2 separate regions of the Gossypium raimondii genome follow, and region 1 is linked to region 2. A link is a contact called in public Hi-C data. All regions are on one chromosome and are shown on one strand. The core of a region is the stretch at or near the end of the contact, and the rest is flanking DNA. Distances in the headings are between cores, read along the strand shown. Region 1 holds the start of LOC105763418 (peroxidase 51). Region 2 holds the start of LOC105763414 (casein kinase II subunit alpha-2).

What was found. Hi-C and Micro-C count contacts between places; a contact is called where the count stands out from the background.
Region 1: a Hi-C map of leaf shows a contact between it and region 2, with 2.9 times the contacts expected there. The contact joins the promoter of LOC105763418 here to the promoter of LOC105763414 in region 2. A contact is called at or near these places in 2 of 2 Hi-C or Micro-C datasets (both in leaf).

The regions. Positions count from the first base shown.
Region 1 is chr12:16,032,266-16,035,233 of ASM2569854v1, reverse strand. LOC105763418 (peroxidase 51) reads right to left here and starts at 1,612. Exons shown (of 4, transcript XM_012581654.2): 1 at 964-1,612; 2 at 660-860; 3 at 401-566; 4 at 1-312. The coding sequence starts at 1,182.
Region 2 is chr12:15,897,247-15,900,316 of ASM2569854v1, reverse strand. It overlaps LOC105763414 (casein kinase II subunit alpha-2), which reads left to right and starts at 1,354. Exons shown (of 10, transcript XM_012581649.2): 1 at 1,354-1,580; 2 at 1,815-1,944; 3 at 2,046-2,240; 4 at 2,441-2,598. The coding sequence starts at 1,495.

The DNA of each region.
Region 1 (2,968 bases), core at 363-2,862, 130 kb before region 2:
GGTTAAAAGCCTGGGAGTTGGAGGCCCAGGCGTCTACAGTAGGTCTAGACCTTGTGTCCGTGAATAAAACCTGGTCGGAGGTGAAAAGGCCCTGCCCTTTCTGCAAGTTCTGGAAGTAGACATTGTCAAATGTCCTGGGTGTGTTTGGGTCCATGTTGATGGCTATCCTTGGGTCCACATTCCTGGGGCACATTTGTTGAAGTTGAGTAGCATAGTCCTTATTGAGCGTTGGGTCCACTGCATTTTGACGGCTAAAATTGTATATTCTGTTGGAAAACTTGTCGCAATGTGAGAATCCAAGAGTGTGTGCCGCTGCAAAAACATAAAACCAATGAGAGCCTTTTAACATGGGAAGCTTATGTTGGAAATGCAGACATTGAAGTTGTGGTAATAATAAGACCTGATAGAGCAATCATGTCAGTTTGGCTGAGTCCATTTGCTGCAAAAAGCGAATTAAGCTGATTCAAGTTGAAAGTTGGGTGAGGAAGCTTTCCATTGACACTAGCAGCTGTCGAGCTTAACCCATCCAATCTCCCCAATTCAACAGCATAAGAAGGTCCACCAGACTGTAATTATAATCAGATCACATTCACTAACATATCTGCAACAACGTCAAACAATCATTGTGGTAATATCAAAGAAATAGGAACGAACCATACCATAGCAATAACATCACGGGTAGCCAAAGCCAAGATATCAGCACAAGACACCTTATTTCTGCAACTTGGAACCGCATCAACCGCTGCTTTAGCTTTGATGACGGTGTCAAATCCATCTCCGGCTAACGACAGGTTATCAGGGTGATCTTTTTCAGCTTTGTTGCTACCGGTAGATGCAATCATAACCGAAGCATCACATCCCTGTTAGAAACAATAAATGCACTTGCGATCAAAGGTTGATACATTTTAAGCGAAATGGAGAAAAGGGTAATCTTCAGAAAAAAAAAAAGTGTTGGAAAAAAACCTGGACAAAGCAATCATGGAAGAAGAGACGGAGAGTGGCAGGAACTGTGACGAAAGTTTGGCTGAATTTCTTGGCCACTTCACCTCTAACAATCGCTTCTACATTTGAGCAAGAATTAGCATAGAAATTTTGTCTTAGTTGAGCTGATACTGTGCCAGGAAACAAACAGAAGCTTAGAGAAAATGACAGGAAAACTAAAAGGTTAACGAAGTGACCCATTTGAGAAGAAACTGAGAAATAATGAGTATAAAAGCAGCTATATAGAAAAAGAAGAAAGCTGATTAATGAAAATATAAAAAAGCATATATAGGAAGAAGCTTGGAAGTGGTCCGTGAGAGTAGTAAGTTAGATGAGGAATCTTTTTTAACAGCAAAGAAAGAGTGCCTCAATAATAAGTGATTTAAATAATAGATAAGGAGAGAGTACGGAGCTTGAAAGAGACATCAATGCTTCTCCTTGGCTTTGTCAATGTCAATGGCCGCCTTCATCTCCTTCCACAAACTCAAACTGCTCTCCTCGTTGCCCTACAACTTGGGTTTCGACTACCAACTTGGAATCTCATAGAAACGTGCTCCAAGATCCAACACTTTGAAATAAAAACTAGAGACATAGAGAACATCGAAAAATCCGTAAAACCTCCAAGTCATGAGTTTTTTTAACCTAATACTTTTTCTTTCTTTTTTAACATGAAGAAATACGTACATCTCGATCCAAAAGAGAGCCGTTGGTACAACATTTTCAACTCCTCAATAAATATTAATATCATCTATTTAAATTAATATTTTTCTAAAAAAATTACATATTGGTTAGGATAAATAGAAAATAAATATATCAAGTTTTTATATATTTTAACAAAACATTTAATATTGTTAATTTTTAGCTTTTTAAAGTTAAAATAGAAAAATATTAAAAGGGTGGGACACCAAAAGCAGGCCATGCCATTTTAAGCATAATATTTGATGAAAGTACTTGGCTATAACGTGCAAGTTTGTATAGCTAATCAATACTGGATAAAATTAATATGAAAAAAGAAGGAAAATTTTAACTCCCAAATTTAGATAACCGATGAAAAACCAAAGCAAAGCAATGAAGCACCACTGATACAAGTAAACAAGTAAATAAGGAAAAGTCCGTAATTTTCAGACTCATCCTGGTCCCAGAGTTTACATACAGTAATAATAAAAGAAAGAATATCATTGGCTACTCATCTACGTAAGCTGACGATGGGATTTCATGCCAATTTTGAAGAAAGGTTTGGTAGAAATAATAACAATAAGTCCAAGGCCACCATAATTAAACTTATCATCTAAAATTGAAAAAACTATTAAACAGGAAAATTGATCGTTATTAAACTAAATAAAAATAAAAATCCAAGCATATATTTTTAATTATTACATAAAGATATGAAGTGGGCAATACCCTTCTAAAGGTTTAAATTTTGTATAAAAACTATTTTTGTGAAAGACATGGATGAATCAATAATTAAGTGGGTATGAGAACCCAGCTGGAGAGGAATAATGAGTTTGAAAGGCAATTTTAAGTCTCTCATTGTCGTATTTTTATTTGACAATTTAAACAAAATGTTTTCTATTTTACTATACACAGAGTTCAAATCTGCTGTTTTAATTTTGGTAGAGTGAAGGAATCTTTTGGGCAGAGAATCTTACTGTCAAATTGTTGGTCTTTTTCAACCTGTTGGACTAAATAAAATTTAAAATTCGTGTTTTCCTGTCTTTTTTGTAGGTTTACTTAATACGAGATTTATGTTTAATATCTGGCTTAAAGATTTTGAAATAATATATATTTCAAACGGCAGCATCCATATGTTTTCCCAATTCTATAATAATAGCAAAAGTTTTATATAAATATGTTTAATTTGAGCAGATCACTTGCTCTGGTGAAGGTTATTGGTAAAAAAAAAAAGATGGTAAAATATGATGCAAAATGTGCAAATTGGGCAAAGCGATGATGGGTTTGAAGTAAGTCAAAAGAAAAATAGATTATA
Region 2 (3,070 bases), core at 105-2,604:
TTGTCATGAACACTAAACTCAGAACCTTAAACCTTAAACTCGAATCATGAACCTTAAACTTTGAACCTCGAACCTCGAGGTTAGGGTTTGGGTTGGAGATTTAAGGTTTATATTTAGGGTTTAAGAGTATAGGGTCACATGTTTAGGGTTTAGCATTCAAAACTTTGAGGTTTATGGTTTGTGTTTAGGGTTCAAGTGTTTGAGATTTTAGGTTTTGAATTTAGGGTTCGAAGTAAAAAAATTATCAAAATTATGTGCCAAAGACATGAAAAAAAATTGTTGAAATGTGGTTTAATAATTGGAAATGGACCATAAATAATGTGGTGAGAATGGTCTATAAAATAAATTCTCTATAGATAAATGTATAATAATAATTTCATATCTTTAAAATTTGATAATGTGGCAAAATTTTATTGATAGTAAAAAAACTTTAGTTGATAGGATATCATAAGGGAAATTATTCCCTTTAAATTTTATATTAATATTAATATTAATATTAAATAAAATAAAATAAAAACCCTCCCCATCCCGTCCCTTCCTACCACCGTCCCTCTCCCTCTCCGTCTCTGCTGATTTTCTACTGCAGCAACAGCAACAACTTGAAAGAAATGATACCAGACATAGAGATGACAGCATTGAGAGTAGACATGACGAGAGAAAGCACCAATGCTATCTTGTTTGAAGCAAATCCAGCGAACTGAATTATTGTTGGGCTGAAATACATAACAGTAATGATACCCGAAAACTGTTACGCAACCTGAACCGCCACCCCAGCATGGAGTCCCCTTCGCACGACAACATTGCTTAAAGCCCCTTCCAATTTTGTTATCAAATTATCCCCAATGGCTTGTTCATCAGCTTTCTCTGCTTCATTGGAGTTTCTAAGAGCAATCAGTTCAGATTTAACTTCACTAGCAGGACAAATCTTCATTTGCAATCAATTATGATATAATACGTAAAAATAGTTGAGGGTAACATCTCGTTATTTATGATTTTAACAGTAATGGTCAAGATAATCGATTTTTTAATTGGACGAGATTATATGTGTAGTTTACCTTATAATTGCTTTCCTTCAAAATTGACCAGCTATTCTTTTAAAGAGGAAACTAATTTGCTCATATCAAAATGGAGAGATATTTTGTTCTTTTAGGAGATAAACATCCGGTGGTCTCAATATCAAAATAGGTTAGATCCCAGCAGCTCAGCTCGGCTAAGCAAGCAAAGGCCCTAACTCCCCTCCCTACTCCCATTTCTCTCCAAAACCAAAACTTAGCCGAATCACCATTCAAATAAATGGGCTGGCTTGGCTTGGCTTGGCTTGGCTTGGCTTGGCTTGAGTGAACGAATTATGCCCGACGCACCACCACCAACCCACCAATCTTACTCCACCTCTTGCTATTTTTTGCCATCTTCGCTTCCCGCCCTCTGCTCGCCCACTACTGTTCCATTAACCGTGAGATCGACAAGATCTCCAGCCCTTATCGCTGGCAAGTCATGTCCAAATCTCGCGTTTATTCTGACGTCAATGTCCTTCGTCCCAAGGAGTATTGGGATTACGAGTCCCTCACTGTTCAATGGGGGTAAATTTTTTAAATCGATCGTTGATTAGGTTGTTCTCGAATTTCCTTTAATCAATTTTTAAACCAAGTCACATCAGCTAATCTGAATTGAAGATTATGTAATTTGCTTAAAGTTAGAATCTTCTAATGTTACTAACCTTAAGCATTTTCTGCAATTTTTCTAATGAAAATCCGATTCGGTTCATCAATGAGCATAAATTGATATCGTTTCGGTTATATTCGGTTCTGTATTAGGGATCAAGATGGTTATGAGGTTATTCGGAAAGTTGGAAGGGGTAAATACAGTGAGGTTTTCGAGGGTAAAAATGTCAATAACAATGAACGCTGTGTAATCAAGATCCTCAAACCTGTCGAGAAAAAAAAGGTTGCTAGTTAAGACTTCAATTATATTTATATGTGATGAAATCTTAAGGCATAGCCGCCATGATCAATAATCCTATCATTATTTTTTGTTATTATTGGTAGATTAAGAGAGAGATAAAAATCCTTCAGAATCTATGTGGTGGTCCAAATATTATTAAACTTCTTGATATTGTTAGAGATCAGCACTCCAAGACGCCTAGCTTGGTATTTGAGTACGTCAACAATACAGATTTCAAAGTTCTCTACCCAACTTTGACAGATTATGATATTCGCTACTACATATACGAACTTCTCAAGGTGAAATTACGCCTCTCGTAACAAAATTTTTTATGTATATAACTCTGTTCTATGGTATTTTTTGTTGCATGACCGTTTGTAGTTTTTATTCTTTACTTGATCCAATTCCAAATTATTACTGGCTTTGTTAAGCTTTTGGGGGATTTCTGGGTTGCATTTGGCGTTATAGGATGATAGGAAAAGATTTCTTTGCTTTGTAGGCATTAGATTACTGTCATTCACATGGAATAATGCACAGAGATGTGAAGCCTCACAATATCATGATAGATCATGAGCTGCGCAAACTTCGCTTGATAGATTGGGGACTTGCCGAGTTTTACCATCCTGGAAAAGAGTATAATGTCCGTGTGGCTTCCAGGTAATATTTTGAAGATAGTTTAAGATCTTTATATATTTTCAAGATAGTTTTCTTCTTTAAGATCTTAGTTAGAAAAGGACTAGCCTTATATATTAGTCCATGTTTGAAAAGGAAAAAGAAATCCGTTTGGGATTATTTTACCTGTATGTTTTCCTTGCTCGTACTTGAAATTCTTTCCTTTATAGAAATTGAATATGGCTTGTAATACAGGCATATAGATGCAAAATTTAGCATGAAACTCATTAAACAAGTCGAGCTTGGGGAATTTAGATATGCAATACATTTAATTTTTTTCTCAACTCCTTGAAGAGTGAATCTGTCTTTTCTTTCACTTTTTTATAGACTCTGAGTATTAGCTTTCAATAATCAGGATGTCAGAGAGCTTTGATTCTTTCTTTAGGATACGAAAACCTTCTAGATAATGGAAGACCTATATGTTCTCCAAGCAATTCTATAAACAGATTTGGATTCA